Linked DNA regions of Sus scrofa: all the other regions are linked to region 2. Evidence: chromatin contacts called from public Hi-C data. All regions are on one chromosome and are shown on one strand. The core of a region is the stretch at or near the end of the contact, and the rest is flanking DNA. Distances in the headings are between cores, read along the strand shown.

Evidence for each region. Hi-C and Micro-C count contacts between places; a contact is called where the count stands out from the background.
Region 1: a Hi-C map of embryonic fibroblasts shows a contact between it and region 2, with 5 times the contacts expected there.
Region 3: a contact with region 2 is called in a Hi-C map of fibroblasts, with 2.7 times the contacts expected there.

What each region holds. Positions count from the first base shown.
Region 1 is chr4:123,280,789-123,284,915 of Sscrofa11.1, reverse strand. It overlaps ABCA4 (retinal-specific ATP-binding cassette transporter), which reads right to left. Exons shown (of 51, transcript XM_021090184.1): 19 at 2,336-2,510; 20 at 633-764. Among named protein-coding and RNA genes, the nearest start is that of ABCA4, 80 kb to the right of the region's middle.
Region 2 is chr4:122,836,640-122,841,194 of Sscrofa11.1, reverse strand. It overlaps F3 (coagulation factor III, tissue factor), which reads right to left. Exons shown (of 8, transcript NM_213785.1): 6 at 4,372-4,481; 7 at 4,357-4,370; 8 at 3,526-4,354. The coding sequence ends at 4,345. Among named protein-coding and RNA genes, the nearest start is that of F3, 12 kb to the right of the region's middle.
Region 3 is chr4:123,299,944-123,304,557 of Sscrofa11.1, reverse strand. ABCA4 (retinal-specific ATP-binding cassette transporter) reads right to left here. Exons shown (of 51, transcript XM_021090184.1): 31 at 1,597-1,716; 32 at 106-138. Among named protein-coding and RNA genes, the nearest start is that of GCLM, 69 kb to the left of the region's middle.

The sequences.
Region 1 (4,127 bases), core at 421-2,920, 440 kb before region 2:
GTAGAAGAAAATGTAATAGCATGAAAAGGTGTTCATGATATCGTAGGTTAAAAAAAGCCATCACGCTTAAAAAAATAGCAGGGTACATACAGCATATACACAGAGTTTACATTTTAAAGATGTATGTACATCTACACATGCGTAACAGAAAGGTCTGAAAAATTACACATAACAGTGGTTCTCTCTGGGGGGTGAAATTAGAGGCGACTCTGTTGTTGCTGTAATCTATATTTCCTTCCTTTCTTCCCTCCTTCCTTTTAGATAAGAAACGCATTTTGGAAAAGAGCCACTGAAAAGCTTCCTAAAAGTCAGTGCGTGATGTCTCCTCTCTGATCCTGAGAGGGACCAGACTTCTGGGCAAGACGGAGCAAGGGACCCGGGACCCGCCTCCCCGACGCAGAGATGGCAGCATCGCTCTTGTGAGCAGGAAGAGCCCCGGAGGCACAGTCCCGTGTTCTAAGGGACATTTTCACCACAAGCAGGATAGGGGACCTTGAATGTGGGGGACAACAAAGAAGAGTGTCGCCTCCTGCCCCCAGAGCGGGCGTCCCTAAGCTGGGCCCTGGAGCACCTGCTGCTGGGGGCAGGGTGAGGGCAGGGCATAGGGCGGGTCTCACTCCCACCCCACTTACTGGTGGAACAGGATGTTGTGCTGTGGACACAAGCCCAGGCTCTGCCGGATGGCATCCAGGCTGGTTTCGATGTCCTTTCCCCCAACGAGCACGGTCCCGGATGTCGGTGGCAACAGACCTGTCATGATGGACCTGCCACATGCAGGAGTCAGTGACGGAAAGGATGGCCTTGGGATAGCAGCCTCCACCCCAGGGTGGGTGAGGGCCCTCAGTGATGCCCGCCCATGCCCCTCAGTGAGCCAGACCATCCCGAGCTTCAGGAACCGACCGGCCCGCGTGGGACTTGGCACCCGTGGGACTCAGCCCCTGTGTGCGCATCCAGGCCCTTAGGCCGTGACCACATCCACCCTTCTTCTCTGCCTCACTTATTCCTAGTGCTCGCAGGCAGGATTCCCGGCTGCCCAAGGCTCGCTTGCTCCGGAGATCCCTCCCCCGCTCAGCCGTCACTGCTCCCAGGGCTGCAGGGGCTCCGGCAAAGGCAGTCAGACACGGGTTTTGTCTGGTGTCACCACGTCAGAGGGCAAGGCCTTGGTGAGAAGCCCAGGCGTCCAGGGTGTATTTGTAGATTAACAGATTGAGGCTAGACCTGGGGGTTCCCACCACGTTTTTCTGGTAAAATGAGAATGTGACTCTCACCTCATGGGGTGGTTGTGAGGGTTAAACAGGGCTAATACGTACAAGGCACAGAGAACTGTGCCCGCAGGAAGAACAACTCAACACCATCATGCTACGTTTATGAAACATTGTGTTTCAGCCCCAGCAACACTGCATTTCACGGTCATGAAGCAATGTGTCTGCCTCGGGGTCCTGAATGGGGCGTCGGGCTCTCTGACCGTGTTAGGTGACAAGGAGAGAAATTAGCTGGGTGGCGGCTGCCCCTCCCAGTCTGGCCCGAGGTCAGACACCCTCGCAGGCCCTCTGAACTTGTCTGCTGATCAACCACTAGAGGGAAACAGAAGCAAGTGTAATGGCCCAGCCCCACATTCCACTCAGAGAACATTCCAGTGCAGGGTGGACACCGCTGTTCCTTCCTGGGGCTCTGTAAGAGGCGTTCACGTGGGTTCCCTGACCCTCGAGGGGGCCCCCCAGCTGCGGCTTGGGAAACCTTGGCTGTCACGTTTCCTTCCAGCAGATGGCGCTCGGCCCCTTCTAAAAGCAGAGGGGCTTCTGGGGCTGAGGTCTCCCCCACAGCCCCTCTGGAGACTGCATCCCTTAACCTCCTCCAGAACTACTACCGAGCCTTCTGGGTGCGAAAAGCAGCGCTCTTTGAAGGTAAGGAGTGCTCTGTAGCTGGAGGCATGGGATGGTGTGGCCACGGCTTGACCACCACCACGACGGCAGGGCTGAAAAGGCGGGAGTGGGGCTGGCATCAGAGACCAGAGACAATTGCGGGAGGACCTGGCTCTTGTCCCCGCAGAACCATTCCAACTTGGTGACCTTGGGAAAGTCACTTCAGCTCTCTGGATGTCCACTCCCCTGGCACACAAAGGGGGCGATAACCCTGCGACGCCACCTCCCGCTTCAACTTCATGTGACCATCAAAGAAAAGCAAAGGTGCCTGTAAACGCTGAAAACTGCGGTGAGCCTTACACTCTCCTGGCGCCCAGACGTCGAGCGCATTTTCATCACCGAGAGGCAGTGCGACAGAGGAGACGGCGGCGCTCAGAGGAAGGATGGAGCCAGAAAACAAGAGACTCACTCACAAGGTGGTAGTTTTCCCCGCTCCGTTGTGGCCGAGGAAGGCGGTGATCTGGTTTTCGTAGAAGGTGATGTTCAGGCGGTCCACGGCCGGCCGGCCATAGGGCTCAAAAGTCTTTACCAGATTCTTCACGCACACGCCGGGGACCAAGCCCGGGAGCTCGCGTTCGAAGAAGCACTCTTGTTGGAAAAACGGACATGGTGTAAATACACCGTTTTAATGAACACATCCCCAAGGTTCTTTCTTCAGCCTACTGTCTTGGGCCCCCACGGCCCTAGGTCTTTGTCAGAAAGACTGCAGAATGATGCGGATAATCACGGCTGCCATTTACTGAGCAGTTACTCAGCCAGGCATTGCTTCAAGTGCTTTGTATGGATTTCCTCATTTCACCCTTAAAACAGCCCTAGGGAACTAGACAGCCCTATGCCCAGTTCTACAGATGAGGAAACTGAAGACCGAGGCTTCAAGAGGCCAGTCAAGGTCACGTGGCTTCTGAGTGGCAGCGCTGGGATTCATGCCAACCCAGAGCGCGCCCTGTCTGTGTGGGGTCAGCCCGAAGCTCAGCCTTCAGTCCCAGGCCCTCCTGTCTGAGGCTGCTGGGCCTTTCCTGGTGGATTTCTTGTAACAGCTCAGGTTTCTCATCGTCCTCCCCAAGCAGTAGTTTCCTTCAGACTCTCCCATGCCCACTCTCAGAGCTGCCTTTCTCTGAGCCACCTTGGCCTAAACCTCTTTGACGGTGACGGCTCGCTCCTCGGAGCTCCAGAGTTTCGCCCGTTAACTGGGGAGGACAGTCCACGCTTCCCCCTCATGTCCCTCAAACTGTCCCTCCGCTACTCTACTCCCGCAGCCCTTCCCCGAGCCCTGCCTCACCGTGCAGGCCGCTTCTCCCTGACTCCACCTCTCCCTCCTGCTCGCCCCCCATGGCCCTGCTTACATTGTATACACTACAGTTCTGAGCCCTCACTCGCCCCACACAGCCCTGCTTATATTTTATATAACATAGTTCTGATTTTTTTTCTGCAAAAAAAAAAAAATCCCCCCCAAAACAAAAAACAATGCTTCCTCTCTCTCTGCCTCCTGGCCTCACGGTGGGACCAGCCCCCAGCCCCCTGATTTCAGTCTTCGAGTCCCGCTCTGGGAGGAGGGTCTTCCCACAACCTCTGCGGACTGGAAACCAGCCCCTTCGGGGCCCCAGGGCTCTGACCTCAGCTTTGTGAATGAAACCTGGGGTGGGCGAAGGGCATGGAGGCCAGACGCAGCCCAGCGGCCTACACCCAGGGTGAGGCTGGCAAGAGCATTTTAGCACCCAAGGGTCAGTTCTAGAGGAAGGCATGGCTTCAGGAAGAGAGCACACGGGAGAAGAGCAGGACTGAGAAGTGAGGACGCAAAGGCCAGGGAGCACTTGCAAACTCGGCCCTTGAGATGAGGAACCATTAGGTGACGTCCATGGCCAGGAGGGGCTTTGGATGGCTTGAATGAATGGCCTCTGGATCTGCAAACCACGACTGGAGTGCGGTCAGCTCCCCTAGACCCTTCCCGCCGGGCGCAGAAGCGTTTATTTTTGTCTTTCCTTATAGCTCATATCCGCTTTGAGTCCCAGTGACCCGCGTTATTGTTCTTGCTAAATCCTCGGAAGTCAGCACGTTTGTGCAACTCCCTCGGGGTTTGCCTAACAAGGGCACAAACACACCACACACTTGGGATGTGCTTTCTCCAGGAAATATGCGTTCACGTCTGGCTGGACCATTCAGTCCACACACGTGCAGCTGGCCCTTGAGAGGCGACCAGGCTCAACC
Region 2 (4,555 bases), core at 90-2,589:
CCCGGGAGATATTCTCAACAGGCTGGAAGGATGGACAGGTAGAAGCAGGACTCAACAATCAGTGAAAGCGAGGCGGGAAAGCTTTTGGTCTTTAGAAAGCTGTGGATTAAGGCTGAGGTGAAATGGGTGATATTTGCTCTGTGGTCATAGCTCTTATTTTTGGCATGGATTCATAAATTGCTGCTATTTAAGTTTAGTGAGTGGCATCTTCTCGTCAAGGCTGTGCAGGTCCATCCACTGAGGAGGCGTCTCCCTTGTCCACCTCCCTCCCCTCCCTGCCTCTGTGAAATCAGAAATCTGGGCTAAGGGGTTCAGGAGAGCATGGAGCACAGAGCTGCTCAGACTTCAGCCTGCATGCAGATCACCTGAAAGATGCAGATGCTGGTTCAGTAGGTCGGAGGGGGGTCTGAGAGTTTGCACCTGTAACTGGCCCTTAAAGGGTGCTCAGACGCTGTCCCCAGACCACACTTTCAGCATCAGCATCTGGGCAGAGCTCGTGCTGTGGACTCAAGAGACCATCCCAGGTGGAGTTGCAGCAACGTGGAGAAGATTCTCCTCTCTATTGATTCTGCCCACCCATCCCCTTCGGGCCTTCGTTCTTAGTTGTGGACAGGTGTGTGGGGGCGCTTTCCTGTTCCTTTACTTTCGCAGCCCAGTTCTTGAGTGCTGGTCCGGTTGTGATCCTCCTTGGGAACGGGAGGTGGCGCCACAATTGTAGTTTTCAGACACTTTGGTTCCTGAAGGACATTATGCGAAGGAAAAGCATTTTCCTGTCCCTCTGAGTGTTTCTTATTCGCTGGCCTGATGAGAAGTTTCTTTGCAGATTGAGCACAGTTTTCCAGTGATTTTTGAAAATCAAGCTGAATTAAGATGTCAAAAACCTTTTTCTTAAAGGTTTTTTAGAACCCTGTTTTTAAAGTTTATGAAATGTTGTATATTCAGGATGAATCACAATTTCTATTACAGGATTCGTGGATTGTTTTAACGTATTTTCATTTCACCCAGAGAAAGTGTTATCTTTCAGTTGTTAATTTTTTTTTTTTTTTGTCTTTTTGCCTTTTCTAGGGTCACTCCCGCGGCATATGGAGGTTCCCAGGCTAGGGGCCAAATCAGAGCTGTAGCCACCAGCCTACACCAGAGCCACAGCAACGCGGGATCCGAGCCGTGTCTGCAACCTACACCACAGCTCATGGCAACGCCAGATCCTTAACCCACTGAGCAAGGCCAGGGATTGAACCTGCGTCCTCATAGGTACTAGTTGGGTTCATAACCCACTGAGCCACAATGGAAACTCCCTAAACCAATTTCTGCAGCCATGAGGAAGGAATGTGCTGAACGGCAAAGCAAAGCAGGGCTGTGGGAAAAGAACTGGAGTTCACTCTGAATGGGAGTCACATTGTAACAGTCACAAAGCTTCCCAGGCAACCACTGGAGAAAAATAACACATGCTAAATACGCATGTCTTATAACAGGTAAAAATTGCGTTTGGGAATGTGTTTATTTACCATTTGATAGAATTGTTCCTTTGTTTATTTGACACAGGTCCTTAGAGGCTATTATCAGCTATGACAAAGGTAAAATGACTTTAGATTTCACAAGTATTAGTCTCACATGAAAGTTAAACTTGGTTAATAATTTAAAGTAGTAAAAACCTGTCTTCAAAGCATGACTGTTGAGTTTACTAACAGCTTTAGGAGATGCTTTAAGGGCCAGGATGAATAATGCAGTGTAATTTGGCCCCCTGGAGGGCAGTAGTTTCTGGATACCAGCCCACAATGTAGACTAGTTTTCTGTGCCAATGCTAATTGTTGATTTTAGCAGCAGCTCTTTCGTCTCAGGGATAAGGATGAATGTGGAAACCCGGGTTGTGGTTAAAATGTGCAGGATCGAAGCTTCCCGATGATTGCAGTGCAGCCTCATTTGGATCTGTAATGAATTCCTTCCCTGGGAACAGCCAGACACCTCATTGCTACCCAGACCCGCTTCACTCCACCAGTGCTTTCATTGGGGGGACGATTTAAATTCCTTAGATTATGAGGCCAGGAATTGCGTAAGGCTGTTGTTATTCCTGGCAGGGAGCGAGCAGCCTGATGAAGCTGCCTGGTCAGATGCCTGCTTGAGGAGCGCGTCTGACCCTCCTGCACGAACCATTTTGTCCCTTGTAGCCCCACGTGAGCAGGAATTCAAGATAATGGCCAGAGCACACTTTTTTTCAGGCCATGCCCCCGTGGCGACCTCTCTTCTGTTGGCTCTGCTGCGAATGCCCGCTCTCTTTCTCTGGTGTGAACTCAGCAACAGCGAACCGTTCAGCCACTCCAGCACTGGCACAGGTCGGTGATGGCAAACAAACCACCACAACCAGCCGGATACACCAGCCACGGGCCTGTTTGCCTTAATTTCTCCCAAGGGTCTCTCTTTCCTTTCAGGCTGCCGACCCTATGAGGATGGGAAGGGGTCTGCCCAGCTCCGAATGTGGTTTTCCAGCTAACTTTGCGTGTTTAGAATTTTATTGACAGTGCTCGGCATTCCTTGGAGCAAAGGAACAAAATGCATGTAGAATTCAGGAGCAGCGGGACGGTGAGCTGAGTTCCCCTTTCAGTGCTTGCCCACTGGGCCTTTGGTGGGACCCCGTGCGGGTGGGGCGCCCTCTGGGAGCGCTCCCTGGACCACATCGGCCCAGCCATCCACGCTCAGGCCTCATTTTCACTCTGCTTAGAATCCTTTCCCTCCAGTTGTGGGACGGAGAGTCTTCTGCCAGATTTTGTTTGCACTGGGACAGAGGACTCCCCACCATGCCCACATTCCGACCGAGGTCGTGAAGGCAGCTGGACTCAGCCAAGCCTGGCATGGCTGCCCTGAAGGAGCTGCAAGCCGGATCGAGACCCAATTCTGCCCCCGGACAGCTCTCAGTCTAGTTTACCTTGAACTAACTCTAGAGACGACACCCCACTCTCTGTCTTACCTCGTCCTTTTGTCCAGTTTTACGAATAATCCAGAGAATTTTTCTTTTCTCCTCTCCAACCCTCACCTGCAGCTCAAAGGCCCATGGGAACGTCCTCCTGCTAAGCCTGCAGGTGCTTGTAGCATCTCCCCTCTTCCCCACAACGTGACACACCACCCATTGCTATGTGACCTGTGATGCCTCCCGGCAGGCAGGGGATTGTCAGGCTGGGTCCAGCGTCTTGCTTGGGCCAGGGGCACAGGCACTGAAGTGACAGGGAGCCACTCCGGACAGAAGTTTGAGACGGCAGCTAAACGATCTGGCTGCCCTAGTCTACCAGTTTTTTGCTTTTCCTTCTACCCTGATCCACGAGGGTCTGTCACCTCTGGTTTGGGTCCTAGCAGGAGATGACATTAAGAAGAGCTGCAACCACAGAGTCAGCCCACAGCCACCAAACTGTAAGTGTGTGGTATCTTTATATTAGTCAAAAGCCACTGAGAATTTTAGGGTCATTTGTTACTGCAGCAGAGTCAGCTAATACAAAGGCCAAACTCTATAAATAACATGTGAAAGACAGAAATAGTCACAATATCCAGTCACCTTTATTTATATAAAAGTATATTAAATAAATTATCTCAATATATACAAACAGAACAGTTTGCCTCTATAAATAGAAAACCCCATATAGAAAACCTTTTAAAAAGTATATAAATAAACACAATGTTGACTATCAACCTTGAAGTACCTTAAGCTGTGTAGGTTGTTGGCAGTCTTATAACAGAAGGGTGAGCTGTCACGTGTTTCATCAACAGCCTTCAGGTCAGTTAAAGTGCTAAACTGTAATGCAGATTAGGAATGTGCCCCCGATACAAGGCTGCCGCGTGTAACACATTCATATAAAAGTTTTGCTAAGTGTTCTGAACCTCCAAAAGTACTCAAAATGAAACAAAACCCCTCAATACCACGTCACACAAGGACAGACCTGTTAGAAAAGTCCACCAACTCCCATCTTGCTCCCTCCCCCCAGTTGGTTTGAAGTCACCTTCTCAGAAGTTCTTCCCAAGTCCACCCAGGGTTTTCCAGGGCATTTCTTTTTCCTTGGATGACCTGGCTTCACCTCAATGTAGAGAACATACAGTCTCAAGAATATTATGTGCAAAAGGTGCCGTAGTGTTAAAAGACATTTCAGAACCCTCGGAATTGGTTGTACCGCTCATTACATGCCCAAGTGTCTAATGCTAATGTTGAAACCAGAATGCTCGTCGCGAGACCAGGTCAGAAAAGAGCCTTCCTGGAGCCCAGGGGTTGTGTTTCCATGGATTCTACTCTTGTACTGTCTCAAAAGCTCTTGGTCCCCGCGCGACAGGAGCGCCGCGGAGCTGGCAGGTCTGACCGCGAGACCGTCACGCCACATTGAGGGGCGCGTTCTCCTTCCCACTGGGCCCTGCCCGCTCCTTCCTGCACTTGTACAGAGACACAGACAGGACGAGGACGAAGACGATGACCGCAAACACCACCGCTCCAACGATGAGGAACAGTTCTGAAAAAGAAGAGGGACCACGTCGAACCCCATGTTCCGTGGGTGGAAAGCAAATCACACCATCCTGCTTTTGC
Region 3 (4,614 bases), core at 1,633-4,132, 460 kb before region 2:
ACATTCACAAGAGCCCAACCCTCGGATTTTGAGGTGTGGCTTATGTGCAATTATGTTCAATAGGTCATTCTGAGGTTTTAATTTCTTACAAAAATAGTCTCTTACCTCTGTTCATTGACCCAGAATTTACTCTTCAAGCTGAAAGCCAAAACACATCATACCATGAATACCACAAGTCTGGCAGTGGTGTGAACTCTCTTTCCCAAACCCTCACTGGGGTGTCCTGGTCTGCAGGGCAGTTTTGCATTTTCTGACATCTAAGCAACGCAGAAACTTCCCAGCCCAGGAGCCGCCGGGATACACCTGGGGAGAAAGGATGGGTGTTTCCCACCCCTGGCTCTCCAAGTCACATTCTGCCTGCTGGGCTTTTTGGGTGGCCATGCTGTCAGATCACCTGGACCTAGAAAATGTGGCAATGACCCTGCTCGGTGGAGTGAAGGCTGCAAGTCTCCCCTCCTCCACTCTCTACGCGAGACTCCTAATCAGCTGCACACTGTGGGAAGGTCGGAATTATAACTACAGCCCAAAGTTAAGAGACTGACTTCCAGCCAACTAGGGGCAAACTTACAAGACAGGAGACACACAGGCACCAGCTCTGGCCCTCAGAGGTCAGGCCTATGAACTATCAGCATCATCAAGCACAAGATCCAAAATTCCATCTGGAAGATTTGTGCTGAGAGCAAAGTCTGGGGTGGCCATTGTTCATTGCATTATTGACTAAATCCTGTGCCCCCTGCTTTTACTTTTGTGTTTGGACAGTGTTCTTCATTTTGCAAACTTCTGGCCTGGCACTGCCTTCTCAGGCGCTGCTTCGGCATCTGCAGTGCGCTATAGTTCACTGAGTTCCTGTGTCCTTCGTTCAGGGGCGGGGAGGGGAAGCAACTGACAATACTCCTAGAAGTAGACAGAATGTTTTATTTCAAAGGTCGGAGATCAGGGGGCCTGGGTCAGGGTCCCTGCTCCTCCTGTCATGCTGCTTGCGCTGATGGGGCTGCTTAGGCTGGCCCAGCCCCGGTGGGGCTTGATGAGAATAGCTGCGGTGCTGGGAGGGCTTCCCTGGCATTGGAAGGGCAGTGATACTGACGACGAGTAGCAGGCAGAGCATGGCAGGTGCCGTCAGCTGGACCACCTGCGGGCTCATGCATTAGTTAGCCCACCGCCTCTCACCTCTCTTGGCCTAGATGTTTCCTTTCTCCTTCGGCTCCATACTCGTCCCTCTCGCTTTTCTCTTTTTCCTCTACTTTCCCCCCTTATTTTCCTTCTTCCCTCAGAACTTCATCTCTCCTTCTTAATGAGTGAAAATAGGAGGCTGTACTATTGGGCAAATGCTATACTCCCTCATTTTACTTGCGGGTTAGACTTTGACTGCTTGGCCAAAACAAAACAAGAGGACGAAACTAAATCGACCCTAAATTGCACTTTACTTGTCTGCGCCTCAGTTGCCTTTTCTACTGGATCAGGCCCTCAAATTAGGAAAAAGAAAAATTTCACTGCCCTGATTGTCGATAAAGCACGAAAGGACGTTATCTTCTGTTTGTGGTGAGCGTTTCCCACAGGATGGAGCGGGATGAAAGGTCTAAAAGGGTCTCTTCTTACCTGCTTCGTATAAGAGCAGGATACGTTTTTACCAAGAAGTCGGAGATGTTCCTGCCGGTGAGGTCTTGCAGAATTTCGGTGCTGCGCTGGATCCTCTGGGGAACGAGACGTGTGCGTTAACTACTGCGGAATGCCAGGCGAAACGTCGAGGCCTTCTCCAAAGACTATTTACAGACTCAGCTGCAGGGAACATACTGAGTAAGCACCGACCTCTCCTGTCCCCATAGCAGCGACGTGGGGTCACCTTTGAGCCCACTCTTTTCTTTAGTCCATTGACGAGATCGAAGGGTTCTAATTTCAGAATAAACCTCCAGTCCACCTGCATCTCTCCAGTTCCACCACTATCTCCCTAGTCCAAGCCTCCCCCCAGAGTCACCTGGGCCTCCCCAGACCCTTCTGAAGGGGTCTCCCTGACTCCCCCCTGACCCTCCACAGACCATTCTCCACTCAGCAGCCAGACTGAGCTTAGAAACGTCAATCGAATGCCCCAGTTGCCTTGCACTCCGCACTCCAAGAAACCCTGGGATCCAGTCCAAATGCATCACCCAGGCTGAGCCCCCTGCTGCCGCCCGCCTCTCCCTCCTCCTCCCCCCAAGGCCCACCTCTCACTCCCCCTGCAGCTTTGCACCTGGCGCGGCTCCCTCTGCCAGACCATCCTCCCTGGGCAGCCTCTGTGGCTAACTTTCCTCATTCAAATCTCTCCGCCAAGTTTACTCCGCAGCGGAGCAGTTTCCAGCCACACGCTGCAGAATTAGCTGCACACCTTCATCTCTCTCTGAAACTTTCTTTCCAACGAATCTGTTTACTTGTTTTGGTCTGCCACCCCGTATGATACAATTGCTGTGAGAGCCAGGACCTTCTCTGACTTGTTAGCTGTGGTGTCCCCAGCACCCAGAGGAGCAGCTGGGGACCTAGGTGGCTGACACAGTAAATTGTGACATGAATGAGAGAATTCGAACAGGGGCTTACCATTTCCAAATCACTTTCAAAATGTGTCTAGAACTGAGTGGGTCAAAAGATTTTAGAGAATTCAAAAGTGCATGAGTTTGGCCACGAGGTGGCAACACTACTTTGAATCTGGGACGATACAGTGTTTAGTTTCCGGTCAGTCATGAACCTGGGGTGTCAAGGGTGCCACCCAGCAGCAGCCGAGGAACTTTCCGGCAGGGTTGAACCGCCGTCCTCACACCATTCCTTGCATTTTGATGAGGTTTCTGTCCTTCCCGCCCCTCCCCATCTCGCCCCTTCCTCAGTGCACTTTCTCCACCTTGCTCCTAACACTAGGGGGAGCCCTAGCATCTCCTGAGCTGCTTGCTGTGAGCCAGGCTCTGGGTCAAAGGCTACATACAGCATCTCCCCTAATCCTTCCCTCCTCCGGAAAGAGGAGTTGTTCCTTAACTGACAGACAACCTGAGGTGGAGGAAGGGCGGCTGACTTCCGCCCGGGTGCAGACCTGGTGGGTGATCACCTAGGATCCGATCTGCATTTGTCCGACTGCGCAGCCGGGCTCTCTTCCCTCAGTCACGTGCTTCTCAGGCTGAGCGCGGCCCCCAGCGAACTGCCCAGCTCCCCCCGGCGGACTCTAGGCTGGATGCGAGGCTGGTGCCCGAGAATTTATGATCCATTATTTTCTAAGAGTTCTGTCCCGTGAAATAGTCCCACAACTTGATTATTGCAGAAGGCAGGCATGGAGCACACCCGCCCTCAGGACCCGACACCATTCGAAGAATGTCAGCGAGGGAAGGGGACTGGAGACCAAAGCCACCACCCCATTTCCAGATGAGGACAATTTCCTTCCTGGGAACCAAGCCCAGAACAGGCCCTCTGGCCCTATTCCAGGCTGAAGGAAGAGTGTGTCTGAGTAAGTGTGGTGCGTGGGTGTGATCACGAGTGTGTACACTCACGAAACAGAGAGAGGCACACGGAGCACACCCAGCAGCGTCTGTGGGGACGCCTCTGCAGGTGCTCCCAGGAAAGCAGGAATGACAGCGAGGAAAGGCTGGATGACAGAAAGTCACAGGAACAGATGCGCTCTCTACCCCGGCTGTCGTGGCCTGCTCCGTGTTTTCTTCGGGGACCAAGGACCAGCCACTGAAAGTACATTCCTAAGTGAGGCGAGCAGCCTTAAAGTTAGGATTCGCTAGGGAACAAGTCCTCGTGCAGCCATCTTGGCCTTTTCTCCCTGTTCTAACCGAGAGCTCGCTGCACTGGGTCACAGCCTCAATGCCCTGACACGGGATGTATTTGATAGAAGTAGCCACACGGCCCTCAGCAGACCTTACAGAAGCAAAGCTTCCTCAGGAGTTCCCTTATGGTGCAGCAAATTGAAGATCCGGCATTGTCGCTGCAGTGGCTCAGGTCACTGCTGTGGTGTGAGTTCAGTCCCTGGACCGGGAACTTCCACAGCAGCAGCGAAGCTTCCTCTGGGGTACAGAGAATTGGAACAAGCCCCCACCTCCCTCTTTTGAGATCCCTGTGATGCTGTAATGGACAAGTTCTGATTCAAAGGGAAAATGTATTGCTTGAGAAATAGAAAGGCAATGCCTTTAGCATAAAAAAAGAAAGAGATAAAATGTTCATAAACACGCAATCACTTACAAGCCAGCCAACTGGGACCGATGCTCTGGCAAAATTTAGCTGTCCCCCAGTGCTGCTCTGCCCTTCTGCCAGATGCCACAGGAAGAGACTTTTTTGTTGGGCACCAGGCCACCCAGAGTCAAGACCAGAGGGCCCAGTCTCCTTGGACGTTCAGCGCTGGCCTGTGACGTACACATGAAAGTGCTGTGTGGTAGCGCCTGGAAATCTTCCTTTAAAGATGGTGTATCCAGGAGTTCCCACTGTGGCACGGGAGGTTAAGAATCAGCCTGTAGTGGCTCAGGTCACTATGGAGGCAGAGGTTCGATCCCCGGCCTGGCACAGTGGGTTAAAGAATCCAGTGTTGCCACATCTGTGGCTTGGATTTAGTCCCTGGCCTGGGAACTTCCATATGCCATGGCTGCAGCCATTAAAAAAAAAAAA